6 separate regions of the Mus musculus genome follow, and regions 2, 3, 4, 5 and 6 are each linked to region 1. The links are chromatin contacts, called in public ChIA-PET, HiChIP or PLAC-seq and promoter capture Hi-C maps. All regions are on one chromosome and are shown on one strand. Each heading gives the region's core, a stretch centred on a gene start, on an enhancer-like site or on the middle of the called end of the contact. The rest is flanking DNA. Distances are from core to core; before and after follow the strand shown. Region 1 holds the start of Cd48 (CD48 antigen). Region 2 holds the start of Dusp12 (dual specificity phosphatase 12). Region 3 holds the start of Pigm (phosphatidylinositol glycan anchor biosynthesis, class M). Region 4 holds the start of Igsf8 (immunoglobulin superfamily, member 8). Region 5 holds the start of Cfap126 (cilia and flagella associated protein 126). Region 6 holds the start of Pea15a (phosphoprotein enriched in astrocytes 15A).

Evidence for each region. Promoter capture Hi-C pulls out the DNA fragments that hold promoters and counts their contacts. HiChIP or PLAC-seq counts read pairs in DNA pulled down with a chosen protein or histone mark. ChIA-PET counts read pairs in DNA pulled down with a chosen protein or histone mark.
Region 2: a promoter capture Hi-C map of pre-B cells shows a contact between it and region 1, with 2.9 times the contacts expected there. The contact joins the promoter of Dusp12 here to the promoter of Cd48 in region 1. A contact is called at or near these places in 1 of 39 promoter capture datasets (pre-B cells) and 1 of 115 datasets of contacts at active chromatin or transcription factors (bone marrow-derived macrophages).
Region 3: a promoter capture Hi-C map of the HPC-7 cell line shows a contact between it and region 1, with 5 times the contacts expected there. The contact joins the promoter of Pigm here to the promoter of Cd48 in region 1. A contact is called at or near these places in 3 of 39 promoter capture datasets (the HPC-7 cell line, hippocampal neurons and pre-B cells).
Region 4: a RAD21 HiChIP or PLAC-seq map of pro-B cells shows a contact between it and region 1, with 4 times the contacts expected there. The contact joins the promoter of Igsf8 here to the promoter of Cd48 in region 1. A contact is called at or near these places in 2 of 39 promoter capture datasets (the HPC-7 cell line and pre-B cells), 1 of 15 datasets of contacts at CTCF or cohesin (pro-B cells) and 1 of 115 datasets of contacts at active chromatin or transcription factors (large pre-B cells).
Region 5: a contact with region 1 is called in an H3K4me3 HiChIP or PLAC-seq map of bone marrow-derived macrophages, with 6 times the contacts expected there. The contact joins the promoter of Cfap126 here to the promoter of Cd48 in region 1. A contact is called at or near these places in 2 of 39 promoter capture datasets (hippocampal neurons and pre-B cells) and 2 of 115 datasets of contacts at active chromatin or transcription factors (bone marrow-derived macrophages and memory CD8 T cells).
Region 6: an RNA polymerase II ChIA-PET map of effector CD8 T cells shows a contact between it and region 1, with 6 read pairs. The contact joins the promoter of Pea15a here to the promoter of Cd48 in region 1. A contact is called at or near these places in 3 of 39 promoter capture datasets (the HPC-7 cell line, pre-B cells and stem cell-derived epiblast-like cells) and 2 of 115 datasets of contacts at active chromatin or transcription factors (effector CD8 T cells and memory CD8 T cells).

The regions. Positions count from the first base shown.
Region 1 is chr1:171,678,741-171,683,908 of GRCm38.p6, forward strand. Cd48 (CD48 antigen) reads left to right here and starts at 3,252. Exons shown (of 4, transcript NM_007649.5): 1 at 3,252-3,426. The coding sequence starts at 3,354.
Region 2 is chr1:170,883,263-170,888,430 of GRCm38.p6, forward strand. Dusp12 (dual specificity phosphatase 12) reads right to left here and starts at 2,278. Exons shown (of 6, transcript NM_023173.2): 1 at 1,805-2,278. The coding sequence starts at 2,145.
Region 3 is chr1:172,374,584-172,379,751 of GRCm38.p6, forward strand. It overlaps Pigm (phosphatidylinositol glycan anchor biosynthesis, class M), which reads left to right and starts at 1,948. Exons shown (of 1, transcript NM_026234.4): 1 at 1,948-5,168. The coding sequence starts at 2,116. The coding sequence ends at 3,387.
Region 4 is chr1:172,310,296-172,315,463 of GRCm38.p6, forward strand. Igsf8 (immunoglobulin superfamily, member 8) reads left to right here and starts at 2,072. Exons shown (of 7, transcript NM_080419.2): 1 at 2,072-2,298. The coding sequence starts at 2,241.
Region 5 is chr1:171,119,899-171,125,066 of GRCm38.p6, forward strand. Cfap126 (cilia and flagella associated protein 126) reads left to right here and starts at 3,147. Exons shown (of 5, transcript NM_001379426.1): 1 at 3,147-3,295; 2 at 5,136-5,168. The coding sequence starts at 3,269.
Region 6 is chr1:172,204,060-172,209,227 of GRCm38.p6, forward strand. It overlaps Pea15a (phosphoprotein enriched in astrocytes 15A), which reads right to left and starts at 2,745. Exons shown (of 4, transcript NM_011063.3): 1 at 2,538-2,745. It overlaps Gm17224 (a long non-coding RNA gene), which reads left to right and starts at 2,924. Exons shown (of 5, transcript XR_865735.3): 1 at 2,924-5,168.

The DNA of each region.
Region 1 (5,168 bases), core at 2,002-4,501:
AGGAGGAAATATTGAGTACTGGAAAGTTAATAGTACTATTTTCCCCACTGGGTAAGGAGATTATGCATAATTTACTTTTAAATTCGTATTTTTCATCTGTGGGGGATAACTTTTCTATAATAGTTATTGTCATAGTTAGGGTTTCTATTGCTGTGAAGATACACCATGACAACTATAACTCTTATAAAGGAAACATTTAATCAGGACTGGATTACAGTTTCAGAGGTTCAGTCCATTATTGTCATGGGATGAAGCAAGGCAGCACACAAGCAGGCATGGTGCTGGCGAAGAAGCTGAGAGTTCTACGTCTTGATCCACAGGCAGCAGAAGGAGACTGTGTACACACTGGGCATAGTTTGAGAGGATGAGACCTCAAAGCCTGCTTCCACAGTGACACACTTCCTCCAACAAGGCCACACCTACTCCAATAAGGCCACTCCTTCTTTTTTTTTTCTAAAACCATATTACTTTTATCTTGTAGAAAACTCAGGAGATTATTTCTTTCCTTACAAAACCGAATTTCAATGACAGCCCAATAAACTCAAGCAGTAGGGACCCTAACTCTGGCGCTATTCTGGCCTGAGAACATGCTTTACCGAATGTATCCTGGCTCCTTTTTGCCTTCTACTACTTCTTTGTCAACTTCCACACACACAATGTCAGAATTAGGAACTTCGAACATTGGTTCTAGTAACAGCTTTTCCATTATAGACCGAAGACCTCGTGCACCTGTTTTTCTTTCCAGGGCCATTCTCGCTATGGCTTTCAGAGCACTCTCAGTAACATTCAGCTCACACTTATCCATGCTGAACAAGGCCTGATGCTGAGGGATAACAGCATTCCGTGGCTCGGTCAGTATTTGTACAAGTGTCTTCTCATCTAGGCTGTGCAAAGGAACCACCACAGGAGCCATCCTTGTTTGCACCGTCTTTTGAGGCAAAGTATGCTGGTGTTTCTGAAAAGGTCCTAAGAGAAGCTCTGCGCAGAACCTGAGCGTCCAAGGTCCCCAGGCTTCCTAACATTGGCACATGAATGCGCCCACACGAAATACCTCTCTGCGCGGAGGTGAGCGAGGTGGTGAGAAGCCGGGCGGCCACAGCGCTGCAGGTACAAGCGCCGCAACTGGACATCTCCGCGGGGTCTAGGCCAGGGCTTCGCACCCTGAGGATGGAGGGGGCTCAGCGAGCCCATCGTGCCGTGTGAGGAGGGTTCCGCTGACTGGCTCTGCTCCCTTCCGCCGGTTCTATGCTGGCGCAGCGTTTTCCCCACCAGGCAGCCAGCAAGGCCACTCCTTCTAATAGTGCCAAGCCTTATAGGCCAAAAATTCTCACACCCGAGTCTGTGTGGGTCATTTGTATTCAAGCCACCACAGCCACATAATCATTTTAATTAAAAATCTTTTCACAATGCCAGGATGGAGCTTGTACTGCTTCCTTGAGAGCTGAGCTTTCTATGAAGTGATGTGAACGAGAGTTCAAGGAAGCCAGAAGAAAGAGATGCAGGGGAGGTGACTCTGAATCTCTAGAGGGGGCAAACCGCGAGGGTATCTAGTTGAGGAGTAGCGAAGAGGACAAAGGCACTCCAGGCAGAGAGCAAAGCAAGGAGGCAAGAGAGAAAAAAAATGATTGCAGCCCAGGCAGGACTCAGTTAGAACTCTGTCCAGACTTCTAGTCTTGGATTCCTCGTGGACGGTAGAATATGTACACATGATGGACCTGGCATGTGCTGATGGAACGAGTGGGCCAAATGACAACAAATGCCAAGTAACCTATTAGTTCATTAGCCTCCTACTTCATTGTCTACCTCCATTGGGATCTCTTGCAAACCATACATAGGAGAAAGGGGACGATTTCAAACCTTCATTAGCTATGCTCTTCCATTCTGCCTTAGATTCTTAGGCTAGCCAAAAAACGACAGATCTTCTCAGGGAACTTGAGAATCAACTCTAGGGTGTGAGACACATTGGATCAGAGACCATCTCTGCCTTTGCCTTTCTGCCTCTGCCTCAAGTGCTGGCATGAAAGGGGTGCACCACCACCACGCCCATGTTGAGAACTGTATTTTTTTTTTAGGTTTATTTATTTTTATGTGTATGGCTGTTTTGTATGCATGTACATATGTATGTCATGTGCATTCCTACTCTCCGTGAGAAGAGGTAAGAAGAGGGTGGCAGATCCCCTGGAACTACAGTTACACATGGTTCTGAGCCTCCATATAGATACTGGGAATCAATCAAACCTGGGTGACCTCCAAGAACAAGTGTTGTTAACTACCAAGACACGTCTACAGCCTGAGCACCGTGCTGTATGTTTGGAAGTGCTGCAGCTGGTTCTCCACACCTGCTCTTTGCGTATTTTTGCAACCCTGTCCTCTTTCTCCTGCTTCTAGGAAGACTCTGCTAAGATGGGTGGGGAGTTGGTTTTTGAGATACTATGGGGCTGGACCACGCCTATTTCCGCATCCTGCTGGTCCTCTCATTTTGCCCTACCTCCTCTTCTCAGTTCCTTTTTAATGTGTAATCTAAAACTGTCTCTGCCTAAATCCACCATAAAACCTTGCTCATTTGCTCCTGCCGTATCTTCTCTTCTAGTTCAAAGCTTTGCTGTCTGCCATGCTGGGCAGAGAAAACAGCAGGCACAGTGCAGAAAGGCATAAGAAAAGGGCCGGAGGCTGGCCAGACCTGATTTCTAGAAGATTCTGGTGAGACTCATAATCTTAACATCTTTCTGCATGTGGAGAATAAATGGGAAAGTTCACCATAACTGACACATGACTTAGGCAAACCTGACTCTGAGTTTCAATAAGGTACAAGAATTGATACCTGCTGTAGCTATCTCATAGACCTCTCGTGTGATCAGGAGCATAAGACATGATTCCCAATGTCAGGTAGTGAGTTGACTTGGTGTCTCCTCCTGTAGAAGCAGGCTGCATGCGGAACAGGGCAGAGGGCCATGTGAACGGACAGATGGGCGTTGCTGGAGGTGGCTGGAGATAGTCAACTCCCCTCTGCGACGCTGGTGGTCTCTGCCCAGTCACAGCCTCTCCTTACTCCCCACAGGCAACAGCAGATTCGGCCTCAGTGCTCAAAGTGCACTGCTGAAAAATCCATTCTTTTAAGCCAAGCTATTTTTCTTGTTGATCTCTAGTGGGTAGGAGAATTTGAAATCTCATTCCATGTGGTGTGATGGTAGTGGTCTGCTTTCCTGTTGTGTATGGTAATTCGTGAAATAGAGAAAAAACAGAAAAACCTCATACGACTTCCGGTTTTGGGTTTTGCTTCCTGATTGAAGGGCAGGCGCCCTGACTTCTCTTACAGTTGTCTCCAGTGTTCTGGGGAAGCTTCTCTAAGTATTATGTGCTTCATAAAACAGGGATGGTGTCTGGTCCTGGAACTGCTACTGCTGCCCTTGGGAACTGGATTTCAAGGTAGCTTCCTCCAAGTGTCCGGCTGTGCACTGAAGGCATGGCCAGCTGGGAAAGGGGAGGTGGGATGTAGCTCAACCCTGGAAATGAGCATGCTCCTGGGCTGGGTGCTACCATGCTCGCAGCGGGACTGGGGGGAAGGCTGGGACGTGTTCCTCAGCTCTGGAAAACGAGGCCCCATCTCTTTTCCCAGGAGGACAAGAGAAACGGGACCTGGGGAGGTGGGGAAGTAGGACCCTTGTACTACATATACCTCATGCCTGGTGCTCTGTGAAGGAATTTTTAGTAAGAGGAAGCTCTCTGCTAAAAGGAGCTCCGTTTTTTTTTAATATATTTTTTATTACGTATTTTCCTCAAATACATTTCCAATGCTATCCCAAAAGTCCCCCATACCCTCCCCCCCACTTCCCTACCCACCCATTCCCATTTTTTTGGCCCTGGTGTTCCCCTGTACTGGGGCATATAAAGTTTGCAAGTCCAATGGGCCTCTCTTTCCAGTGATGGCCGACTAGGCCATCTTTTGATACATATGCAGCTAGAGTCAAGAGCTCAGGGGTACTGGTTAGTTCATAATGTTGTTCCACCTATAGGGTTGCAGATGCCTTTAGCTCCTTGGGTACTTTCTCTAGCTCCTCCATTGGGGGTCCTATGATCCATCCAATAGCTGACTGTGAGTATCCACTTCTGTGTTTGCTAGGCCCCGGCATAGACTCACAAGAGACAGCTCTATCTGGGTCCTTTCAGCAAAATCTTGCTAGTGTGTGCAATGGTGTCAGCATTTGGAAGCTGATTATGGGATGGATCCCGGGATATGGCAGTCTCTAGATGGTCCATCCTTTCGTCACAGCTCCAAACATTGTCTCTGTAACTCCTTCCATGGGTGTTTTGTTCCCAATTCTAAGAAGGGGCAAAGTGTCCACACTTTGTTCTTCGTTCTTCTTGAGTTTCATGTGTTTAGCAAATTGTATCTTATATCTTGGGTATCCTAAGTTTCTGGGCTAATATCCACTTATCAGTGAGTACATATTGTGTGAGTTCCTTTGTGATTGAGTTACCTCACTCAGGATGATGCCCTCCAGGTCCATCCATTTGGCTAGGAATTTCATAAATTCATTCTTTTTAATAGCTGAGTAGTACTCCATTGTGTAAATGTGCCACATTTTCTGTATCCATTCCTCTGTTGAGGGACATCTGGGTTCTTTCTAGCTTCTGGCTATTATAAATAAGGCTTCTATGAACACATGCCCTTCTTACCAGTTGGAACATCTTCTGGATATATGCCCAGGAGAGGTATTGCTGGATTCTCTGGTAGTACTATGTCCAATTTTCTGAGGAATCACCAGACTGATTTCCAGAGTGGTTGTACAAGCTTGCAATCCCACCAACAATGGAGGAGTGTTCCTCTTTCTCCACATCCTCGCCAGCATCTGTAGTCACCTGAATTTTTGATCTTAGCCATTCTGACTGGTGTGAGGTGGAATTTCAGGGTTGTTTTGATTTGCATTTCCCTGATGATTAAGGATGTTGAACATTTTTTCAGGTGCATCTCAGCCATTCGGTATTCCTCAGGTGAGAATTCTTTGTTTGGCTCTGAGCCCCATTTTTTTAATGGGGTTATTTGATTTTCTGGAGTCCATTTTCTTGAGTTCTTTATATATATTGGATATTAGTCCCCTATCTGATTTAGGATAGGTAAAGATCCTTTCCCAATCTGTTGGTGGTCTTTTTGTCTTATTGATGGTGTC
Region 2 (5,168 bases), core at 1,028-3,527, 800 kb before region 1:
TCCAAGGTCCTTTGCTCTTAACGTTGGAGTCTCTCCAGATCTCAGTATTCGTGCTTTTGCTTCTCTCTCTCCCCACTCACCCTAGGGCAAGACAGAGAGGTTAGAAGACCTCTTCTTCAATCCTAAGCACAAACTCCAGAAGTCGTAAGTAGCTTATGTGTAATAACACCAGCACTAGGAGGCAGATGCAGGAGGACCGCAAGCTTAAGAGACTGTCTGGACTACACAGCAAACCTTCCATCTCAAAAACAAAAACAACAAAAATATGGAGAGAAAAATATCACTCTAACTTTCCTCCACCTTACTAAGAACCCGCCACAAAGGCATTCTCTTAAGATTAGGGCTATGCCGCCACAGTAACAGAATGTTTGCCTAACATGCTAGCAAGACAAATCAATTCTCGGATCTATTTAGTCTGATATATCCTAAGACAATAATTCCAGAAAGGGCTTTGCCTATACACCAGAAGAAACAGCTCAATACAGGTCAGGCTGACTTTCCTGGCTCATTCGCTAAGCATTATGTCACACTCCTCTTGTCCAACCTCTTTTTTTTTTCTTTCTTTATTTTTTATTTTATTTCATTTTTGGTTTTTTGGTTTGTTTTTGTTTCCGAGGCAGGGTTTCTCTGTATAGCCCTGGCTGTCCTGGAACTCACTTTGTAGACCAGGCTGGCCTCGAACTCAGAAGTCCGCCTGCCTCTGCCTCTGCCTCCCCAGTGCTGGGATTAAAGGCGTGCGCCACCACCGCCCAGCCTCAATCACTTTTCTATACAACTGTCCAGTCTTAATTATTCCAAGAATGTGAACCGTTTTTGTCTTAGTCAGGGTTTCTATTCCTGCACAAACATCATGACCAAGAAGCAAGTTGGGGAGGAAAGGGTTTATTCAGCTTACACTTCCATGCTGCTGTTCATCACCAAGGAAGTCGGGACTGGAACCCAAGCAGGTCAGGAAGCAGGAGCTGATGCAGAGGCCATGGAGGGATGTTCCTTACTGGCTTGCTTTCCCTGGCTTGCTTTCTTATAGAACCCAAGACTACCAGCCCAGGTGGGTGGGACCTTGATCACTAATTGAGAAAATGCCCCACAGCTGGATCTCATGGAGGCACTTCCCCAACTGAAGCTCCTTTCTCTGTGATAACTCCAGCCTGTATCAAGTTGACTCACAAAACCAGTCAGTACAGTTTTCCTTTGGTCCGTGAATGTTTCTCTAAACTTGCCCGTCACGTATAACTTTGATTAAAAATCCTCCAGCATGGTTTCACACTCAAGGTGTGCAGCCCTCTGGACAGAAGCAGGTGGACATCTGTGCTTTTTGAAGCCAGCCTGCTCTACATAGCGAGTTCCAGGCCTGCCAGATCTATACAGTAAGACCCAGTCTCAAAAAACAAAAAGTCACATGTTTTTCCCTTGTTAATCACAGTGGCCTTTAGGGCGAGGAAGTATCACGTATTTTCACCCCAATACATCTGACCTGTATTACATTCGCCGGCTTGAGTGTCTGACTTCTCTTACAAATCTGATAAACTTTAACCTAACCCCCAAAATATAGACAAGCAGATAGAACGATGGACGAATGGACGGATAGATGGATGCACAGACAGACAGACAGTTGCTGCAAGATGAAATCAAACAAAACACTAACCAAGGGCGGGTTTTGGAACCCTCATTGGAACCACACACCCCAAGGGAAGATGAGGAACGAGGGTCTTGGCTCTGACAGCCTGGAACCTCCACTTTTGGGCGCCTCTGCAGAGAGGCGAGACCCGGTGCAAGGCACCGCCCCCCTGCACGTGGCACTCACCAGTGCACCAACACCGCGCGGCCTTCGGAGCGAGCCTGGCCGATGAAGGCCACGCAGCGATCCAGGTGGCTGAGCAGGTCGGTCTCGGGTTTGTCCAGCGCCGGCACGAAGAGGCTCCGGAGACCTTCGAACCCAGCCCCAGCCGGGAAAGCCGGTTCAGAGTCCACCGTCAGCACGGCGGTGATGCCCGCCTCCCTCAGATGGCCCGGTTCCGCCACTGCCGCTGCCCCACCCAGATACAGCCCGGGCCGCACTTCCACGGCGTGCCCTGCCGAGCTGGCGGGACTGGCAGTCGGAGCCTGGCGCTCGCAGCCATGGTTAGAACCCTGCGCTTCCAACATGGCAGAGCCAGGAAGCCAGGCAGCCGCTGCCCGCCACCAAGTCACCGGCTAGAGTGACTGACTCCTGTGTCGGAATAGCTCCAGCCGCTCAGCAGCGCCGTGGGAGGACCATGGCAATAGGGAAAATGACTGCTTCTGGGGAAGGTGATGTGAGCCGTGCTCGGGCTGTGTGCTTAAATAAGCTCCATTTAGAGCAGCTTTTCCACCCAACCTTCTAAAGTCCAAGGCAGAAAAATAAAGTCTCCATTCATCCGTTGCTGGTAGGACCACAAACTTGTACAGTCACTATGGAAATCAGCTTGGAGGTTCCTCAGGAAAATGGGAATCTATCTCAAGATCCAGCAAAGCCACTCTTCCTACCATTTGAGACATTTGCCCAACCATGTTGCCTATTGATGCCTCATAATAGCCAGAAATTGGAAACAACCTAGATGTACAACAGAAGACTGAATAAAGAAAATGTGGTACATTCACACAATAAGGTATTACTCAGCCATTTTAAAAAAAAAAAATAAAATTTGCAGATAAATGGATGAAACTCGGGAAAAAAAAATCATTCTGAGTGAGGTAACCCAGACCCTGAAAGACAAATCTGGTATGTATAAGCTTATATGTGGATATTAGCTGTGATAACTGATGTGTTAAAATAGAGGCTCGAGTCTGAACACAGTACACTGGGCCCAAACAGTTCCACGTGTAAGAATTTTATTGGGGGATGGGAGGGAGGTGGCGGCAGAAAGAGAAGTGAGGGAGGGAGGGAGAGGGAGAGATGGGGGCAGCTCTGGAGTGGGATGTTCTTCTTGAGGCTTTTGGGGTAGAGAGGGAAGAGCTTAGGCGGAGGGTAGGACTTTGTTGAGATATTTAGGGATGCTGTATAATAAAGCGTTTACTTATCTAAGCCTAAGTTACCGTGCTGTTGTAGCTGATCTGCCTTCTGTGATCCTCTGAGGCCAGAAACTACAGTTTCTGGCAACTAGCACCTCTTCTTCAAGCCACAAGAGAGATAGATAGATATGTCTATCTCAGCAGGAACTGCTGGGCTCTAACTTTCAGCCTGCTAGTCCGGTCTCAGGAAGAGAAGACACTTAGATAAATAATTATAGAGTTTATTACCAAGTTGTAAAAAGTTTCCTATGAAAGCTATCTAAGGGGAAAAGCAGAAAGATCCTGAGTGGGTAAAGGGAAAAATTCTCTAAGTGGGGAAAGGGAAAAGAATCTAGTCTAAGTGGGGAAAGGCAAAAAAGTCTCCTCTATTGATCTTAGCTCTCCATTGATCTTAGTTCTCTATGATTCTTTCGTGTCTCTTTGTCCTTGGTACTTATACGTCTTCCAGAATACATGATCACATGTTACAAGTTCATCACAAGTTCACACAAAAAATCAAATCATAAATTGAAATAGAAGTTTACAGCAGAGAATGTTTACATGCATATCCATTAGGAGTGATTATCTAGCTAAACATCGATCACCTGTCTCAGCTCCACAGGTTCACTGAAGGTTTAAATCCATAAGTTATAAAGTGAAGGTTTGTATAGATAAGCCCAGTTGGTATTTTATCTTCTGTCCTAGCACCTACAATAAATTGTTAGTTGCCTTTTAATGACCTTTGGTTAATTGTTTTACAACCTCTTGGAATGTGCTCTGAGTAGGAGAAGGTCTGGTTACCATCTAAGAGCAATTAACTGGTGATACTTGGGAGAATGACAGATTTCTCATTGCAGCTTTGACTATCAGAAAAGGACCTAACAGCAGTCCTGTTATAAAAGAGCTTAATAATCAGATATAATTTTAGGAATTCCTATAGGATCATCATGAAGACTTAAGTTATCTATTTGTCTATATAGCAACACGACAAGATCTTCATGGATCTGCAGAGATCTGCTCCAAAAGGGTGTGCTACTACTTAGTGATTGTTATATATATTTAATAGTAACAGAAAAAGCATATTAACAGGAAAAGCATATTAATAGCAGGAATCTTTCCTAAAATTAGTCCCTCACAGCCTTGCTTAATGAGGGCTCACCTGTTGCAGATTATATAATAATCCAAAGCAGGCCACTTCAGGATGATCATCTGCTTCCTATTATGGCTCCTGACAGAGTGGGGGGGGGAGAGAGAGGGAGAGAGAGGGAGAGAGAGAGAGAGAGAGAGAGAGAGAGAGAGAGAGAGAGAGAGAGAGAGAGAGAGAGAGAGAGAGGTGTTCCCTTTATTTATATGGAAAACGATGAAACACAGGTAAAAGTGGGAGATGAGCCAAGTAGATTCTGGGAATATGGTGCCTGTTGTCTTGGCAACATGTCTGCAGGTCACCCTGTCACCTATGTGATGTCATAGGTTTGGAGGTCCTGATGCCAACAATAACCAAGCTACAATCCACAGAATCAACTGAGCTTTAGTGTAGAGTAGGGGACAAGAGAGGAAAGACAGCTCTCCCTAGGAAAGGGAAATAGAAGAGTAGTTATGATGGGTTGGGGGTTGACTAGAACAGAAAGATCAAATGGGGAAGGGAAGAGAAAAGCAGGGAGAGATATAAAAGTAAATTTTATATGAGTGGGGTGGCATGAAAACCTAATGCAGTAGAGCTTCCTAAAATGTATATGTCTATGAAAGCAATCTAAATGAAATGTCCAAATAATGGGGGACACAGATTCCCAACTGGACATCTCTTGTCACCAAATGAAGCTTTTAGTGCCAGGACTGGGTTACATCTAATTGAGTTGTCAGTCAATGGGGTCTCATGGAAATCCCCAAACAATTCAAGCTGTTGCCAAGACTATAGGTTGCTCTCACCAACTGATGGCAGGGCTCCATTGCTGAAGACACCATCTACATATCGCACTGAACATGGAGAAGTCGAGCTGGCGCCTTCATAGAGCCTGCACCCATATATACTAGCGTCTTTGGTACAGGAAGGTACTATACACGCTACCAAAGGAGAAATGTAAACACCAACCCAGCCATAACCCCTTTGATCTACAATGGTGTCCTGACTGCAGAATATCCTAGTGCAATGGTGGCACAAG
Region 3 (5,168 bases), core at 698-3,197, 690 kb after region 1:
CGACCCCACGGCAGGAAATAGTATCTGTTCAAAAGCTCTGCCACTTTCTGCAGCTCGCTCATGCGACTCCAGGGAGAGACTGATTCTTTTGATTAGCAGTTTCCTTTCCTTCCTGAATTGGTGTCTCTCCTACTTATTAGGCCAGCCATAGAGGGAGAACTAGCTGAGGCTTTTCTGCCAGAATACAACAATCACAACAACAACACCTACCAAGAAGAACCCTTTACTTATATTCAGACATCTCTCTTATATTCTTTATGGAGACTGAGCGTCACTTACCTATAACTCACAAAGGAAGAGAAATATCAAACCAGGGATATAAAGCATAACAATGAGAGAGAATATCAGAAAGACTTAAAGAAGAGATTGAGAAAAAGAAATGGAAATTAGAATTCCATATCAGCGTTTTATTTGAACGTTTGTCGCACAATCATTGTTATCCTGGGCTAGACAGGCCTACTTTCAATTCCAGTTCTGCTACTAGTTGGCTATGTTTTATTTATTCTCCATAAATCCTGATTTTGCTCATTGATACAGATAGGGATATCTACTTTACATTAAAAAGTAGTTAGTATGTCTGACAACTGGGAATAAGTCCTTAACAAATAACAATTATGATAATTTAGGCCACGTATACTGTGATAACACAGTATCATTCAAATAACTCTTGACAGGCTCGACTTCTAAGATCAAGCCAGACAGTCTGTGTCAGTTACCATGTGCCTGCAACTGTAATGCAAGGAAGTACAAAGAAATACATACTTTCTACTCTCAAGAACCCTACAATTTAGTTATAAGGTTATTTGAATGGTAATGTGTTATCACAGTATATTATGGGCAATGCATAGTAAAAAACCAATAGAGGTAGTTATTAATCTACACCATGTAATTACATCAAAGCACAGACATACCAGACTATGACTAGAGGTTAATACGGCTCACTCAAAGGATAAATGTGAAGTGTAGGATGAGAGATGTCTAGGCCGAATGGAGCCACTTCTATGGTAATCTAGAAGACATTCCCTAGGGGCAGGCTCAGTTTGTAAGATCAAGGCAGTCTGCGTCAGTTACCATGCGTCTGAGACTGTAATACATTACAAGAAAGTACAAAGAAATAAAGAAATACTTTCTACTCTCACGAACAATTTACTTGAAACTGAAAACATTGTAAAATAAAGTATGAAGTTCTTGGCCCGGCGTGGTGGCGCACGCCTTTAATCCCACCACTTGGGAGGCAGAGGCAGGCGAATTTCTGAGTTCGAGGCCAGCCTGGTCTACAGAGTGAGTTCCAAGACAGCCAGGACTATACAGAGAAATCCTGTCTCGAAAAACCAGAAAAAAAAAAAAAAAAGAGTATGAAGTTTTAAAAAGTCAATTATAAGTGCAGTAAGAAATCAGGAAAAGAATGAAAGAGTTGGAGTCTTTGGCAAGAAACTAATAGTGGTAGGGTGAACGGAGTGGGTTGACGGCCGATTTTGACCTAGTTGAAGAGTTCTTGAAAAGAACGGAGTTGACAGTACTCCAGGGGAGACAATCTAGACGTATTTCGGTAGGAGGAACCTTCTTATCAGGGTAAAAAGACTATTTTATTTTAGGCTTATTCTTTCCATCTGTATTTCCCACTCTCAGTCCTCCAAGCCAGTTGGGCGGGATGTAAGTAGCAGCAGGTAGCAGCTCACTGTGTTCAGCGTCCTCCTCCGTAGATCTGAGCTGGGAACGCGGAAGCTCTGGTTACTAAAAACAAAGTTCACCCAGGTCCCAGGTCCACGACATCTCAGCCACTCCGGGATTTCCGGACAGCGGAAGCGTCGCCAATAAGGGACCGGAAATCCCGCCTTCGCCGGAGGAAGCTGCGGACGCTAGACAGCCAATCCCGAGGAAGGCAATCGTTCCGCGGAGACAGCTGAGAGCCCGCGCGGGGCTGGAGGCCGGAAGTACCGTGGGGGCGGGACTTGGGGTGCCGGAAGTGATCATTCCTCGGTTCTTCCTGTCGGTGCTGTAGCAGAGGAGATGCTCCCGGCGGCTGAGAGGCGTCAGCCCGAGGACGGTTAGCGAGAGGGGCGCAGTGTGGACCCGGGGCCGGGCCGGGCCGGGCGGGTGGCCCGCACTCGGACCATGAGCTACCCCATGCACTGGGGGGAATGGATCCTGAACTTTCGGGTGCCGCCCGCCGGGGTGTTCGGCGTGGCCTTCCTGGCCCGGGTCGCCCTGGTTTTCTACGGTGTCTTCCAGGACCGGACTCTGCTGGTGAGGTACACCGACATAGACTACCACGTGTTCACGGACGCCGCGCGCTTCGTCACGGAAGGGCGCTCCCCGTACCTGCGGGCGACCTACCGCTACACCCCGCTCCTGAGCTGGCTCCTCACCCCCAACGTCTACCTCAGCGAACTCTTCGGCAAGTTTCTCTTCATCAGCTGCGATCTCCTCACCGCCTTCCTCCTGTACCGCCTGCTGCTGCTCAAGGGGCTGGGGCGCCGCCAAGCCTGTGGCTACTGCGTCTTCTGGCTTCTCAACCCTTTGCCCATGGCGGTGTCCAGCCGGGGCAACGCGGACTCCATCGTCGCCTCCCTGGTTCTCTCGACCCTGTACTTCATAGAGAAACGGCTCATCGCGTGCGCCGCGGTGTTCTATGGCTTCGCGGTGCACATGAAGATGTACCCGGTGACCTACATCCTCCCCATAGCGCTCCATCTGCGGCCCGAGCGCGACGATGACGAGCGTCTCCGGCAAGCCCGGTTCTCTTTCCAGGCTCGTTTGTACGACTTCCTGAGGAGGCTGTGTAGCTGGGCAGTGCTGCTTTTCGTAGCAGTTGCAGGGCTCACGTTTGTTGCCCTGAGCTTCGGTTTTTACTATAAGTACGGTTGGGAGTTTTTGGAGCACACCTACTTTTATCACCTAACTAGGAGGGATATCCGCCATAATTTCTCTCCGTACTTCTATATGCTGTATTTGACTGCCGAGAGCAAGTGGAGTTTTACTCTGGGGATTGCGGCGTTCCTGCCACAGTTCATCTTGCTGTCAGCCGCATCTTTCGCCTACTACAGAGACCTTGTCTTCTGCTGTTTCCTTCATACGTCCATTTTTGTGACTTTTAACAAAGTCTGCACCTCTCAGTACTTTCTTTGGTATCTCTGCCTTCTGCCTCTGGTGATGCCACTGGTGAGGATGCCTTGGAAAAGAGCCGTAGTCCTCTTACTGTTCTGGTTCATAGGACAGGCCTTATGGCTGGCTCCTGCATATGTTCTAGAGTTTCAAGGAAAGAACACCTTCCTGTTTATTTGGTTAGCCGGTTTGTTCTTCCTTCTGATCAACTGTTCCATACTGATTCAGATTATTTCCCATTACAAGGAGGACCGCCTAACGGAGAGAATCAAATACGACTAATGTGTTCTGGATCTTCTGCAACATTCTGATTTTGCCGTATGGACTAGGAGGCTTTGGAATTTTTCTCCTCCCTGAACATTCTAAGCACTCTAGTGAAAGTTCCTTTGTTCCAATAGAAATTAAAACCAGTGTTGGCCTTATATATAAAGGGGGCCCAAGAACTGAGGTCCATGGTCCATCCTTTAGAAGTCTTAGGGCTCATTTGCTTGATGAGAAGAAAGCCATTCCTGTTTCACAGTTGAGAAGCCGGTGAAGCTAGAAGATGCTGAAATATTTTTGAACAGTAGAGGAATAAGGTCTCTAGCAGCGTTTGTTCCTGTCACATGGTGCTACTGTTGTACCTTCAGCCCCTGCCTTTTTTTTTTTTTCCTGCAGTTCTGACAGCGGTGGAAGTTGACAAAATCCCTAAAGCACAACATTTTTACGTATTAAGTATTAACAGTTCCATGCTCGGTTGGGAAAGTCTGAAATTTTTGTAGTAAGTGTGGGGGCTTAGAAGAGAACTAATCCAAAGAATCTAAATTGTGATCATGTATTTGTTTTGTAATTGAGTTTTTCAGTATTAGTACCAGTGGTATTCATTTTATATAAAAAGATTAAATTTAAACTCATCCACTGTAGACCTGAGTTTAAGAAAACGAAATGGAGCATTATTAACATGTATATGCTTATCCTTTTTCTAACTGCTAGGAAGACTTTTCCTCTAGAGTTTCCTCTGAGAGCGGTGTGTTGTAAAAGTGGTAAAATTTAGATGCTAAAGCCTAAGTTTTGAGTATAACTTCACTTGCTCTCTTCTGGTTTTATCATCTAAATTGTTACAAAGGAGAACATTGTTTATAAGGCATAAATCCTACACTCTGAAAATTCCAGGATAGAAAGGAAGACTGCTTGCTGTAAAGCATGAGTGCTGCGTGCTGTCATTGGACAATCAAGAGGTGGTAAGGGATTTGAGGAATTACAGAAATGAGGCTGTGAGGAGCAGGTCTTTCTACTTATCACTTGAAGTAAACACAGTGAAACTGTATGAATAAACTTTCTCAACTGTATGAATAAACATTCTAAAATATTTTTAGAAAACATAGAGCCTGTCTGTGTTGAGGGTTTTCTAACATTCAAAGATGCAGTAGCAATAGATGAGTATAATTTTTTTTTTAAAGAATAAAATTATCATCTTTAAATGCAAGTTCAAGAGAAGATAGGATTTTTGTTTGTTTGTTTGTTTTTTTTTTGGTTTGGTAGGGGTTGGTTTTTCCTTTGTCTGGTTTTTTTTGTTTTTTTGTTTTTTTTTTTTGACCCAGGGTTTCTCTGTGCAGCCCTGGCTTTCCTGGAACTCACTCTGTAGGCAAGGTTGACTCAAAGATCTGCCTGCCTCTGTCTCCTGAGTGCTGGGACTAAAGGAGTGTGTAACCACACTCAGCAAGAAGAAAGTTTTAACAGGCTTTAATTTATTTTTACTTTTAATAAGAATGTTGATTTTGAATGTTTATCAGCTAGTTCTGATTGTTTTATTTTTCTTTGAGATAGCACTCCATTCTACAGCACAGGCTGGCCTCAAGCTCACTGCACTCTTCTTGCCTCTGAAGTGCTAGGTCTACATGTCTGAGCCACTATAACTGGCTTTCTGATTGTTACTTCTAAAGCAAGATTTTAGGGCTAAGAGAACAACTGCTGAAAGTTGTCCTCTGACTTCCACGAGCATGCAGTGACGTGTGCTTGTGCACGTACATGGGTGCACACACACAAACTAATGAGTGTATTCTCTCAAGAAAGCTATTTAAAAC
Region 4 (5,168 bases), core at 822-3,321, 630 kb after region 1:
CTGCTGGACTGCACAGTTTTGGGAGGGGTGTGTAAACGTTCTCCTAGCCCAGCCCCTAACCCCTGTGTACTGGCACGGGAGTCCCTTTGTCCCAAGCTACAAGGTAATCTCCTGGAAGAGAGCTCCTCCTACTCCATCCCATATGCTTATACCGAGTGCTGACTGTTAACTTGTTTATTCAAAACACGCAGGATATCCCTGAGAGTTGGGGACCTTGAAAGCCTTGCTGACTAGGGCACTACTAAAATCCAGTACAAGGTCTGGCCCGCTCAGTACCCTGCAACATGAATGAGTTTTCGCCCTTAACAGAGTGAACAGTGGAGTACAAGAAAAGATGGGAACCGTCAGACTTGAGGTTTTGTGGATTTGTTTTGTTTTGCTCTTTTGTTTGTTTTGAGACAGGATATATGTGGTTTTGGCTGGCCTGGAAGTCACAGAGATCCATCTGCCTCTGCCTCCTGCGTGCTAGGGTGTGCACACCAGACCTGAGCTTTAAAGTAACACTTTAGTTACCTTAAAATCTGTGTGGCCTTGGGCAAGACACATAACTATTTTAAAAGGCCAGGTCTCTCTTGTGTTAAATGACTTTGCTTGTAAAATAACCTGTAAAGTTTAGAAAGGATATCTTCAGGTGGTGGCGGTGTTATTGTGAAACCATCCCATAAATGGCTATGATGATGATAATCATGATGTTGTGATGGTGATGGTGATGATGATGATGATGACCGACTTTCAAACCGGTACCAGAAAGTCATTCAATCCACTCAACCTCCAGCTAAAGGGAGAATGCTTTCTCCCAAAGTCTCCCGGTAGCTTGCAGTTTTCACATGGCTCAACATGGCTTCTAGAGAAACAGTGTGAAGAAACCAGGCTTGGGATATATCCAGGTGACAAGGAGCAGGTCCCTTAGCCTCTTGCTAGGCAGTCTTGGGCGACCAGGGTTGGAGTTCTGACTTCCCTATAGATTCCCTATCAGTGTTTCTCTGTGGTTGCTGAATGTGGCTTCCACTGGCAGCCCCACGAATACGACTTCTGAGAAGAGGAAGTCACCGCTGGCCCGGATCTCTTTTCCTGTCTGTGCCTCAGTTTTCTCAATAGGAAGCAGTAAGCGAGGGAGCAGGGGTGAAGGGGACAAGTAGGGAATGGAGGTGAAGATCTAGACGTGTTCTAGGCCACTTCCCCCTAATGGGCACTTCCGCGCCCTGGTTTTGCAGGCTGAGCCGCCCCTTCTTCCCATCCTGGCCCCACCCTACTCTCCGCCTTTTTCACAGTTGGAGACATGGCTTTGGGAAGAGGTTTCTCTTCCTTTTTCCTACCTCCAGGCTAGCTCCACCTTCCCCAGCAAAGAGGTGTGTTACGTCCTCTCGTTGGAGACTCCAATTGGTAGAAAGCAGTTTAACGCAAAAACAAAACACCCCCATAGTTACCGTGTGCATGAAACGTATGTGCATGATCTCAGCTAATAATCGCCGTAACTCCTCGAGTGTTTACAATCTCTGTTCCGTACGTGGCGGGGGGGGGGGGGGAAGTGAGCTTGAAAGCATTGAGCTGAACAAGGATCTTCCAGCTAGGAAGTCTGGACCGCTAACCCACTTCCCTTTCGCTTTGCATTCTGACCGGGTATTAGAACAGATTTCCAGCGATCTTCCAGGACTCTGAAGCCCCTTTGGGTCCGCTTCACGTCCAGGAAACCGTGGGTCAGGCCATGCCTACATAAATCAGCAGGGTTTGCTGCCAAGACTCAGTGGCCCACATCACCCAATTGGATTCTGAGTGCGTAACCACAGTCACCCCATCATGCATCCCCAGAGGCCCTGCAAGCACCCCATTCTCCCTGGAAGGCTGGCAGGTGCAGGGCGGGGTGCCCTCTGAGCGAGGAAATGGGGGTAGAGGAGCCCAGGTGCCGCCAGTTCGCCCAGCCTGAGGCCAGAGGCGGAGCCACCATCAGGGTCGAAGTCTGGCCCAGGCGACGGCCTGGGGCGGGGCGAGGCGGGGGCGGGGCCGGGCAGCGGGGCGCGGCTGGGACTGGTCTCCCGAGCTGCGGAGGGCGGGAAGAGCGGCGGGAGGAGGGGAAGAAGGGTGGAGGGCGGGGAGTTGGCGGCTCCCGCTCGGCTGGGCTCTGCGCACCCACGCTTCACTGCTCCGCTTTCTGCCCCCCACCTGGGCATGCGCCCCCCGCGGCCCTGGCCCCCCAGAGCCCACGCCGCCCCCAGGAGTCTCCTCAGAGCCGCCTACGCAGAATGGGCGTCCCTAGCCCCACGCCGCTGAGTTCGCTCCTGCTGCTGCTGCTAATACTTGGTAAGCCAGGTGGTGGTCGCCGCGTCCCTGTCCCGGCCGGGTAGGTGCCTAACACCGTGCAGCCCACCAGCCCACCTTCCTAGCATTTCAGAGCTGGTTGCATCCCTACTTCTCCAACAGACGTGCCTCCACTGTCTCTGGGCTCGGCGTCTCGCTTCCTTTTGCGCCTGTCTGCCCAATCAGTTATGGGGAGGGTGGTGGTGTCCTCGCTCTAGGTTCCTAGCTGGGGCATATGGGCGACCTACTGAGGTATCCCCTGAGACACCATCGGGCCTCCGGAGGCAGGCACCACTTCTCATCGGTTACACCCAGCGTCTGGGGTCGTTGCTACCAAATACCGTGACAACCTTCTGCCCCACTCTCGGCTCAAGGCCTGGTTTTGGGTGTTTGCTCTGCGTGGGCAGTGCCTGGCGGTCTTCATAATTGCCTAGAGTTGGCTGGAGGCCCAGGGGCTGATTCTGACCACGATCTCTGAAAAAAGTCTCCCCAACACCCCCACCTCCCAATATAACATGTCACCATCTGAGGCTTCTTCCCTCACGTGTCTCCACCCTGGGCCAGTTCCCTCTTTGCCCTTCTTCCACGCTCCCAGATATTTGCCTGGTTGTCAGACTCAGTTGGTCCCAACATCCCTGCCTCAGGAGAAACCAGGCTCCATGGAAACTGAACCTGGGATCTCTAAGCACCCAGTGTCTGTCCTGGTGGGTGTTTATGATGGTGTGTTTTCTGGGCCAACCTTGCGTCATGTCTGGTGTGTGTGTGTGAGTGTGAGTGTGTGTGTGTTGAGGCCTGTGGAGGTTGCTAACATTACCATGTTTGGGGTCTGACTTGGAGGGCTCCCTGTAGGAGGTGTTCTGGGAAAGATATGGCATGGAGCAGTTGCCAGGAGACTGAAGCCCTTGAAAGGAACGTGTGTGTGTGTGTGTGTGTGTGTGTGTGTGTGTGTGTGTGTTATGCATATGGAGAAGATACTATAGTGGGGCACCCCAACCTCCTTCTCTGGTTTATACCAGAACTGCGCAGTGTTGTACAGAATGGTTCCTTGGGCTTCTTGGGGCCAGGATGAAAACTCCTTTGGGAACAAGGCGGGAGGCAGAGTGATGTAGGGAGTTGAAGGAGCTGTGGGGCTTGGTTGCCTAGCGATTGCTTCTTTTCCTTTGGGCTTAACCCGAGCAGGGATGAGCCCAGGGGTGGTTGGGAGGAGTGAGTGTTATTCAGGGGCGGGAGAGGAGCTGAATGTCATCTTAGCCCACTGCAGCCAGCACTGGCATTCACTTCACAGATGATGTGAAATACCACTGTGTATCCAGTGAGGGTGGGGGGTGGATTTGAACTCAGAACTGACTCCAAAGCAGACCTTTGGCTGTTAGAAAGGAGGCAGCCCAGCCATTGAGAACCTTGTAGCAGCCTATGTTCTGAGGCTGTGGGGACAACTTTCCCATGGGGATCTCCAAGCATCAGCTTGTGTGGAGCCAGGAAGGTGGGAGGGGACCTTCTCAGCAGAGTTTACCCATGGGCAGCCAGGATGGTGTCAGCTTGGCTGCCTTAACCATCCTCCTGATTATGAAATGTGCCTGGAGCGATATGTGCCTGAGTCACACACATATACTCACGGGTTCAACATCAGAACTGGGAGCTCTTAGTGCTGAGAGATAGAAACTGAGACCCAGGAGAGGAAAGGGTTGGTCCCATGTTGGCTTTCTGACTCTAGCCTCTGCTTCAGGCGGTGGTCATGTGTTCTCTGCGTGACGTAGCCAGAAGAAGGAAAGGAGCGAGAACTGTAGAGCAGGCTCTCAGGCTCTTGGGTGGTTTCCTCCAGGGCCAGTAGCAAGCTGTGGACTTACCCCTGGAAATCCGGGAAATTACAGTTTTGTAAACCAGGGCTCTCCTTGGAAGCATCTCCGCCTTCTTGGTTTTGTCCCTCTTCAGGGGTGTGTAGAGGCCCTCCAGAGAGGGCAGGGACTTGGCCACAATGTCACATTTCACTTTACTTTTCTCATCTAGAAGAGAGATGGTTCTCACGGCCAGGCCTTCCGTGTTGGCTGGGAGAGAGCTCTAGACTCACATCTGTGGTTAGAACCTAGTGGCAGTGCTCCCTAGAGGTGCTCTCTGGGAGTTTCTTCATTTCTCTCATCTGAGGAATGATTGACAGCCCTTCTTGCATTCTAGGGTTCTGCGGTCTTACCTAGAAGTAGTGGAGAGGAGAAAGAAGCTGGACAGTCCAAGGTTTTGGAACCGGCTGTCTGTTGGAACAGGGGGTGGGGTAAAATGGGTGGAGGGAGGGAGAGAGAGAGAAGGGGGAAGGGGGAAGGGGCAGCAGGTGTTTGGGGTCTCCTTATTGAAAGGAGGTCTATGCAAATGCTGCGCAGATAGGCAAATCATATGTAAATGAAAGCTTTTGTTTGGGGGGCTGTGCATAGTGCATCATCTGGGTTAGCCAGAAGGTTGACAGATTCTGGGGGCGGGGAAGGGATCTTCTGCCCCAGGCCTGGGCAGAGCCTGGTTCTTGCCCCAGAAGCCACAGCTGCCTGTGTAGCCTTGTGGGCTGGGAGAAGCAGTGAGCTCATGGCACAGCTGTAGTGGGGAGGGTATTGTGTAGTGAGGACTGACTAGGTCCGTGCCCTGTCCAGCATGGTGCCCCATCCAGTGCAGTACCCCAGCCAGCCTGGGCCACTGGCTCCATTGTCTAGCCCAGGTGACAGAGCTAAGCCAAGCAGCCTTTCTGTAAGATGTTGTCAGCTCCCCTCCAGCAAAAGGCTCAGAATCCCTTAGCTAGAAGTTCTTTCTGAGCCCGGAGAGACGCCACACATGGCAGGGTAGGAGCGATAAAGATCCAGCCACGAGCTGGAGAGTTGGGAATCAGGCATGCT
Region 5 (5,168 bases), core at 1,897-4,396, 560 kb before region 1:
TTATATAAATCTTGGAGAGTAGGTAGGGCTTTTGAGGTGAGTGTACATTATTGGCTAGGGCTGAGGTGCTGGGTGCTGGGGATGCTTCATTTACATCAAGAGGAAATCCAGGTGCTTGCTGGACATGTTGAGAGAGAGAGAGAGGGAGTGAGAGAGAGGGAGTGAGAGAGAGGGAGTGAGAGAGAGGGAGAGGGAGAGGGAGAGGGAGAGGGAGAGGGAGGAGAGAGAGGGGGAAGAGAGGGAGAGGGAGAGGGAGAGGGAGAGGGAGAGGGAGAGGGAGAGGGAGAGGGAGAGGGAGAGGGAGAGGGAGAGGGAGAGGGAGAGGGAGAGGGAGAGGGAGAGGGAGAGGGAGAGGGAGAGGGAGAGGGAGAGGGAGAGGATGAAGCTGAGCCATCTCTCCAGCCCAGGTGGGCACTATCTTGCACATCTGTCTAGGTAGAGGAGTGTGTGGCTTACAGGTACAGTTGGCTTTGTCACGTGGGTTCTGGGACAATACTCAGGCCATCAGGCTTCTCAGGGAAGTAGTTTTTTAACCCACTGAGCCATCTTGCTGATCACCTCTGGATTCTCTTTTTGTTGTTGTTTTGAGACACATTAAGACTGTGTAGCCACAGCTGACCGGGAACTCACTATGTAGAGCAGGCTGACCTCAAACTCAGAGATCCACCAGCTCTGGCTCCCAATTTTTGGGATGAAAAGTGTGCACCTCACATTCACCTCCCATCCCCACCCCAGGCACTCTTAAGCCAGTAAAATTCTTGAGCCCTCTTTGCATGAAGTGCCTACAGGCCATGTTAGCACAGTTAATGCTCTGAAGTAGGACAGTCTACATTTCTCATGCAAGGTCGCTAAAGCCCGGGCTGATGAACTTTTCTAAGGCCTCATTTTCCAAGCACAGTCAGAATTTCACCCAGATAATTTGGCTCCAGGATGGACATTAATGGTTGTCCTCACTTAGGTCTGAGTTCACACACTGTCCACAGAGCTGAGGAAAAACTGCCTTGATAGTTAACGAAGACAGCAGTTCCCAGAGAAGCCATGGCTACAGAGCTGTCACTTTGCCTCTTGTGGGCAAAATGGATGTTCGAGAGCAGAGACAGCCCTTGATCCTAAAATAACTCCTGTGTCCTCCATCACTCTAGAGAGTAATGAGAACCACAGGGACAGAGCACACGGGGCTGCTGGCCTATGTCACATTACCCAGCTGTGAACTGTCAGAGCCTGTAATAAGAGCTGTTCTTAACCCATTATCTGGAAGGGTCAGGAGTATCATTATGCTGGGTTGGATAGGAGAAACATTTTAGGGGAAAAAAGAACTAGCAATTATCTCCCCACTGAATTTTGGAGGCAGCCTCAAGTAACCCAAACTTGGAGCCATCCTCCTGCTTCAGCATCCCAAAGGCTTGGATTGCAGGTATAAACAACCACATGCAGCTTGCTTTCTTGAAAGAAACAATTTGTTTTTAAATCATATGTGTGAGTTGAGGTAGCTGTTTCAGAAGAGGGCGTCAGATTCCACATAGCTGTGGTTACAGAGGCTGAGAGCCATGGGCACTGGGAAAGCCAGCTTGGCTCTACTGGATGAGCAGAGAGCACTCCCAGTCACTGAGCCATCTCCCCAGATCCCTTCCCCACCCCACGTCCTTCCTTCAAACCAGCACCTATGATCTATAGAATAATGGGTTTCATTGTGACATTTTCATTCATGTAGGATTCTGATTGCGTTCACCCTCTTATGCCCCTCCCCCTCCCAGTGGACCCCACCTGCTTCCCCCTATACCCTCTTCTCACTTCACGTGGACTTTTGTTCTTGTTGTTTGGTTGTTGAGATAAGGCCTTTCTATGCATCCCTGACTGGCCTGGAACTTACTATGTAAACCTGGTTGGCTCACATTTAGAGGTCTGACTCCTCCAAGTTCTGAGGTTAGAGGCGTCACCATGCTTTCGTGTTTGAGTGTGTGTGTGTGTGTGTGTGTGTGTGTGTGTGTGTGTGTCTGAGCTCAGAGATGCTTGCACACGTGGGAGGTTATTCCCAGGAGCATGGACCACCTACCAGTGTGGCTGGTTACAACACTGAAAAGAAGATCCTGCCCTCTCCAGAACTATTAACATAAAGGGCGGGGCCTTGTGAGCCCCTCCCCCAGCAACAGTTAACGCCTCCATAGCTCCAGGAAGGAGGGGGGGCCTCATGAGTCCCTTCCCTGTTTTTTGGAGACAGGATCCTACTACATAGCCAAGGCTGGTCTTGAACTTGAGATCCTCCTGCCTCCACTTCCTGGATACTGGGATTACAGGCGTGCACAGCCATATCTGGCTCTTAAGTATCTTTGGACAACTTGGGTTTTTTCCTTTTTTTAAAACTTAAGACTTTGTAACTGACAAGCCCTCTTTAGTTCTAACACCCCAATAGATGAGTAGATGGACTTAACAGAAATTTCAATGAGTCTCTCAGGGTTCCTTGGTTTTATAGCTAATAGGCTCAGGCCCTGGTACCTACTCAGTTTCCCACCCTACGTTCTGATTTGCCATATCCTAACCAACACTATGAAGCTATATCTTGGGTCCTGTGACTGTAGGGGGATGGAGGAGACAGGAGTCACTTAAGGACCAAGGATAAGACATATATTTCCTTTTGGGAACAAACCAGTTGGTTGCTTCCTAAGCAGTGTGCCTTTGTTATCCTGTGAGCAGCATCTTGGCAGCGCCCAATTCCCACTGTGAACATTTCATTCACCTTATTCTTCAGTGTACAAAGCAGGCCATCACTACAGTGTGTGATGGATGAGGGGTTAGGCTTAGTTCATTATACCACAGTGTCTCACACACTCAGCTCACGGGGGTTGGGGGGTCTCAAAGTTTGTTTAAATAGTTGAAGATGTCATTCAAAGACAACCTGGAAATTCTGAAGCAGACTTAACTATGTTGGGGAAACAGCTATTTACATGACAGTTATCCCTGATTTGTTTTGGACACATGCAAAGTATAGTAACTGAGGCAAATGCAGCGGTCCTGCTCAGTGGTCCTGGGATTTTGGAAGCAGAGGCAGGAGGACGGGGTGTTCAAGGTATCCATGGCTACTTCTCAGTTCATTTTCTCATGTTTGTTTGGGCCTCTATACTCTAAAATGAAAATGAACCTACGTTTCAGAGAGAAAGGAAGAGGGTAGTGTAAACCACAGAATGTAGCCCAACCCCTGCTGACCGGGAGTAACTCCCAGAAGGCTGGCCTTCTGCAGTTGCCAGGCAACAAGTGTAAACAGCACTGGATCATGGCCACTAACTACAGTGCCAACCAGGTAAGCGCTTGCTCGTCACCCTTTTACATTTGAGTTTATGTTCCAGATGCTGCCCTTGACTGCCCGCTCCCATCAGACTCTGACTGGGTTGAGGCGGTGCTTCATCTCATGGGTGGGAGGGCCCAGGAACAAGCAAAGAGGATCTGGGTTAAATCTGTAGACCGTAAGCCAGGAAGCAGTGATTTTATTTGTACAGGCCAGAGTAAGCAGTTTAGGCTTTGTAAGTCAAGTGACAAAGTCATATCTATTTATATGAAAGTTAGCACTAATTTGTTTCAGAAAAATTCAAAATATAGGGGTAGAGATGCTCCCCAGTGGTCCCCGAGGCAGGAGGATGGGTGTTCAAGGCATTCTGGGGCTACATACTGAGTCCAAGGCTAACCTGAGCTTCAAGAGAACCCCTCCCCCTCCACACACACACAGAGAGAGAGAGAAAGAGAGAGAGAGAGAGAGAGAGAGAGAGAGAGAGAGAGAGAGAGAGAGAGAGAGAGAGAATGAAAACAAGGACACAAAATAGTCACTGATGGTTCGAGGCCAGCCTGGTCTACATAGAGAGTTCCAGGCCAGCCAGAGTCTTGTAGTAAGAAAAGAAACAAAATATTGCCTACACATTTTTGGAGTTCCTTTGGAGAAAATATTTTCCTTCTTTAGTATTCCCAGTTTAGTGTTGTTCTTTTTCTTCGTTTATGTGTATGTGTGTGAGTAGGTAGACAGGTAAGGTTTTGCTACTACCTACCTATCCCAGACTGGACCACAAAGTCACAACCCTCCTACCTTCCTCTGCTAAGCGTGAGGCTTACAGGTGTGTGCCACCTTGGCCAACTACCTTCTGTCAAAGCAACACAAATGGTTGTTTTATGTCTACAAATATTTTTACAAATGGTCTATTTTTACAAATAAAAAACGTTCTTGCCAGGGAGGCAGGGACAGAAGGGTGGAACCCAGCCTCAAAGAAAGAAAGAAAAAGAGAGAGAGAGAGAGAGAGAGAGAGAGAGAGAGAGAGAGAGAGAGAGAGAGAGAGAGAGAGAGAGAGAGAGGAAAGAAAGAAAGAAAGAAAGAAAGAAAGTGGCGTTTTCTGCCCCTTGGCCTTCTAAAAGCAGGTAGCAATGTGGATTTGGTTACCATCCCTTGGTCTAATCTAGCAGTCTCCAGCAGTGTGTCACAAACATAATTTAAAAGGTTTTAGCAGCTATGTGAAAATTAAAAATTAAATTTTGTAATGCTCAGTAGAATATAATAAACCTCAAACATTAACATTTAATTGCATTTTTAAAAAGTCTAACCACACACACACACACACACCTATTTTATACCAGCTCCTTAAAATCCATTTTTCCCCACTAGCGCTGAGGACCATAGCTCTGTACATGCTAGATAAGCACTGTAACTCAGAGCTACACCCCTGGTACACATCTTGAGCAAACAGATTATAATCTCATACTTACCTAGCACGCACAAGATCCTGGGTTCAATATGCAGCGTGGCAAAGCCAGACACAATCTCGTCTCTCTTTGTATTTAGCTCTCTTCTTTTCGTGTTGCTTGTAGGTTGGCATACCAACTGTTGGGTTTTGTCAGGGCATCTTCCTACACAAGAGTCAGTATACTGTTCTCAACCCTTCCCTCCAGCTGGTAGGCTTTTCTTCCCAGACTTAGTGCCCAGGTCAGCTCTCCTTATACTCTGCAACCCATTGTCTTAGCACCTACCTCCCTTATGATAGCTTCCTCCCTACATACCCTTGCCACAGTGAGTTCGAGTTCACCTAACTGTAGAGAACAGTGTCACCATCTCACGGGGGAGCCTCGGAGCCTCACAGGAACTCTCCTCTTTCTCTCCACAGTATGAAAAAGCTTACTTACCCACGTACCTGCAG
Region 6 (5,168 bases), core at 1,495-3,994, 520 kb after region 1:
TATCCCCTTTTCCAGAGCACTTGGTTCCAGATAGGAAATGTAAAAGGGAAGCCCAAGGATTAGATGTCACCCCTTCCTCCACATCTTCTACAGCTGCCAAAGGCTGCGGGGAGGAGCGATCCTATTACAGATGCAGAGACTAGAGGGTCCCTCTAAGGAGCAGGAGGCCAATTCCTAGGCACTCACTTCAGTCAGCCTTGTCTCAAGTCGGGAACTGGAGGAAGTAATCAAGGAAACAGGTGGGAAGGGCAGGCCGGGAGCAGGCTGGAGCTATTGGAATTTCAGTGCTATCAGGGCCTCAAATCCAAAGCCCCAGCAGTGTATTTCTTTCAGTATCTTAACCGACTTCTTCCCCCAACCTTTTAATCTAGCTTTGGGTAGCTCAGCAGACACTCTCCTTTCTTCCTGTAACAATGAAGAAAGTTTTACGGTTTCCAAGGTCAGCCTAGGAGCAGGGCTCCAAAATGTACATCTAAAAAAACGGAAAAACAGGTTGCCTCTGAGAAGGGGGAGGGCCATGCCCAAGATGGAGGCAGCCAGAGCTAACTGGCCTGGGATTAGGCAGGGCAGAGCGGGGCTTGCTGGTTATGAGCGGGGATGAGCCCTGTGTGACTAGCTAGCTTTCCCAGCTTTCCCCTTCCTGGTTTAGTTTCTCTCTCCCTAGTCATCTTTAGTTTATTTTTCTGCCTCTTTCAGTTACTCTTTTTTTGGGGGGGTTTCTTTTTTGTAATTTTGTCTCCCACCCCTCTCCCACCTGGGAGGACCAAAACCCAGGGCCTTGGGCTTGACAGGCAAGCACTCTACCATTGAGCTAATTCCCACCCCCCTTTTATTCTTTTACTGGGCACTGAGGCCTCCCAGCTCTTCCTGCTCACTCCATTTGGCGGTAGCCATGGATACATTTGAACTTGGTAAGACTCTGTGTTCCCACCTAAGTACCCAGAGCTACCATAAGGAAGGGATGAGCCTTCCGGATGGAAAGAGAGAGCAGCGGCTTGGGAGGGACTGATGCATACTGGGTGGCTACTGACCAGCCGGCGGAGATGGCCATCTTGACAGTGTACATGAAGGTGTGTGTGTGTGTGTGTGTGTGTGTGTGTGTGTGTGTGTGTGTGTGTGTGTGTGTGTGTGTGTGTGTGTGTGTGGTGTGTTACAGTGTGGCTCTGTGCCCTTATGTATGACAGCGTATGTACACCTGCCGAGCACAGGTGTCACACAAGTAGTAGGCGGCCAGGGAAGCTGGCAGCCTAGAGCTTGCTGGCGGTCTCCCCACGAGAGTGTTTAACCGCAAAGGGAAGAGCAATTAACGCTAATCGCTCCTACAGCCTGGGGGGGCCAGACGCACAACCTAGAGAAACAATATACAGCCTGGGGGGCCAAACACAGGAACCTAGAGAAACAAGGCTCCCTAACTTGAGATTCTCGTCCTCTCCAGCACCCTTCCTGTGCCTCTGGCCACCTCTTTCCTTTTCTCTGTGGCTCTCTGGTCAGCTCTCCCTGTCTTCTCACACATTCCTCTCATTCTCTCTCCCCCTGACTTGGGTTCCATCCTTGGCTGACTCATTCTTTTCACCCTCTCCCTGGCTTCTACTCCTTCCTCCATCCTTTGGCCATATTGATGTCCAGGCTCTAGCCACTCCCAGGTACCCTATGCTCTAAACTGGCAGTCAGCAACAAAGGTCACAAGAAGCCCCTCACCCAGGTAAGAGCACAGGCTCACCAGTCCTTGAGGTATTGCCCACTAAAACTGTAAAATCTGGGTGTGTTTGTGGACAGTGGTCCTTTCCACCCACTACTGAACATTCGTGTTAAGACTGATGCTGGTCAAGGAGACTCCACATGGGAGGTAACAAACGGGTTGTGGTGGGTGGGTGGATGCCTAGTGCAGGGGTGTTGTGATTTGGTTTGTATGAGAGGATGTGTGTAAGTCACATGGGTGTGTGTCACTGTGTGGTTGGCTGTCTTTTTTTTTTTCTTAAAGGTGTGTTTCTGTCCCTGTCGGTTTTGACAAGGATTGTTTTAAAAATTAGTGTCTTTATATTGGCTACATCATTCCTATGTATCCCCAGCCCCTTTCCTCTGGGCAAGCTTCCACCAATCCCACTCTCCTCAGATGCAGTAAACTGGGTGTGAGAGTACCCAGACCAGTTGCCTGCTGCCGGAGGAACTGAAGCAGGGCTGAGCTGAGCCTGGACGCCTGCAGAGGCGAGTCCGAAGCTAAAGCGAGGAGGGAGGGGCGGGAGCTGGCCTGGCTCGGCCGGCTGGGCGGGAAGCAGGCTACATCCTAATCCCCAGGCCCCGTCGGACTCCCAAACTGCTGTTCAGCACGGAATGGGCGGATGAAGCCACGCTGCCTGTGACACTCTCCAGTCTCTGGATGCATGGACAGAGAAGGACCCCATGGAGCCTGACACCGTGGACCTGTCTGAATCCTCAAGCTCCCCTATTTGTCCCCTGCGTCCGGGATCGTGACCCTCCAAACCCAGATCCCCAATCTACCTCCTCCCCACGACACATCTTCCCTCTGCCCCTCTCACCGCCTCCGGAGCTGAGAGCTCAGGGTGCGGGCACTCCCGGGTCCCCGGTTCCTAAGCAGCGTCTGGAGCCTGCTCCTTGGCTCCTGCCACCGCTGCCGCCGATCCTGCCGCCGCCGCCTCTTCCGCCCGTGGAGCAGAGCTTGAGCCCAGCACCGCCTCACCCCACCCGACTGGCCGGTGATGTCAGAGCCGGGGAGGGGCGGGGGGCGGGGAGCGGGGAGGAAAGGGGGAGGGGAAGCAGGAGGGGACAGGGACTGGGGACTGGGGTTCTGGAAGGCTCCTAGGATGGGGGCAGGACTGGGATGGAATATGGACTCTTCCCCTTAAACTGTGAGAAGATCCTCGTTTTTTTCCTAATGGGTCACTTTCCTGCCCTCTGACCTTTGGTTGGTCACGATGGCCAGGACCCCTGGAAGGCAGATCAATTTGGATTGGGGGATTTGGAAGACCTATGGCCTCTGGGTTCTCTTAGCTACTTCGCTTTGGTATTTAGAAATCCTATTTCCTAGCCTTATAGATCAGAGACTCAGTAGGAAACGGTCAAGTTTATCCACGCTAGGAATAAAAATGGGACAGGGGCAGGCAGCAACAGGGAAATCTCTTTTACTTGGCCCGGGGCCATGAGCTCTTGTGTATAATAGCAGCTGGACCCCTGAGCACCTCCTGCCTTTCCCAAATATACCCCCACACACGCACCCCCACACCCCCACACACTATGATGTAATTTTATTTTCTGGAGGAAAAAAGCCATGAGCTCAGCATGCAAATATAGACAACAAAGCCACACTTAGCTGTCTCCTAGCTCTGTCCTTCTGCCTAGGCCCAGTGTGATAATTCTCACTTCCCCTACACCTCAGGGACTTTCCTCCTCCAGAGGCTCACTCAGCCGGGCTGAAAGAGGGAGGAGGGAGGAGGGAGAATTGGAGAAGCATCCGATTTTCACCCTACCTCCATGAGGGGCGTCAGCTCAGCTCTGCAAGTGCCTGACCCTGAGAACGGCTTCAATGTTTGCACACCACCAGGAACACCCCATTTTGCCTTCAGGTCCAGCTGATCAGAGACCCTTCCAGAAGCCTAAGATGAGCCCCTTCTTCTGGGAGGAGCAGGTCCTGGTCCTGTGCCTTAGGTTTCATATATAGTTCTTCTCTTTGCTCCTCTTACCCCCAGCCCCACCCCCACCCCCCACATGGCTGCCCATTGCTCCTTTGAGGGTAACTAATATACCCTCAGAAGTTGCTTTTGTTTCTGAGTCGCTGTAGGGTCGGAATCTATCATGTTGACCCATCTTTGAGACACAGAGTGACTGTACACTTTTGCATAGACATACCACATTTACATGAGACAAATGAGGCAGAGCAAAACACAGAGAATGTGGACTTTATACTTATTCTGTTTCCATAGACAAATTAAGTCCATAAAGTTGAGGATACCAGTCTCACTTCATAGGGTTCTTCTGAGAATCAGGAATAATAAAGTTTTTAGGGACTGGTACCAGATAGGTGCAAAAAAAAAAAATCAAAGACATGTAGTCTAGTATCTTTTGATCTATATGAAGTGAATCCCATAATATTTTTATGATGTAACCTAATACCCAATTACCTATTAGTTATCCATTACATGTGATTAGGTCGATTAGATATCTGGTTTCTGCTTTATATACTTCTGTCGCTTTCCCTAAGAATACTTCCTGGATTTGACTGTGGAGAGTGACAACTTTTCTAATCTTAGGACTCATTTTTCTATACTTAGACATCCAATAACTTTGCTCTGCCTTAACAAAAACTAGTAGCATGCATAATATGGTGATATACCACCGTAAGACTTAGAATGTTGAGGCAGGATTATTCCCATCTTCGGCTACATAGTGATACCCTATCCATAAACAACAACAAAGGATGTTTCCTTATTTAGAAGCTTATTCGGGAGTTTGGTCCTTTCATGCTCCCATCTTGTATATGTTTACTCCCACCTGAGCCTGTCCTGCGGAGTACGGGTGCGCACGAGTCCTTTTTATAGAAGCCCAATAGATCTAAGTCTAGGGGATACTCTTGGTTCCAATAGCAATGCCCTCTCATTACGACAACCACTACACAGGCCAGATCCTCCCAAACTTACTCTGATCAAAACAGTTTCTGAAACGGGGTTCCTTGCCTCTGCTTTTACATGACCCCTCCTCCCTAAGTCTATCCTGGCTTTTGCTACCAGATGAAATTTTGTCTTTCCCCAGTTCATAGGATTCAGTTCAGACATCTCTACAGAACAACCCCATTATGCTTACCCAACCTCGTGGCCACAACTTGAATTTCTCTTTACTTTTCAGACCTCTGGTGGGACTAACACACCTTGCTAATGCTTTTGAGGTTTGTTTCTTTGTTTTTGTTTGCTTTGACTGGGATGTCCCTGTCCTAATTCCTTTGCCTCCATTCAAAGCCCATTCTTCAATTGAAGGTCTGGAGAAGGTTTGTTTCCATTGTGGAAGTCACCGAGCCCATCTTCTTGTTGTTGTTTTGTTGTTGATGTGTTTTTTGTTGTTTGTTTATTCTCTAAGACAGGTTTCCTCTGTATAGCCCTGGTGTCCTGGAAGTCGATCTGTAGACAGGGTTGGCTTCCAATTCAGAGAGATCTGCCTGC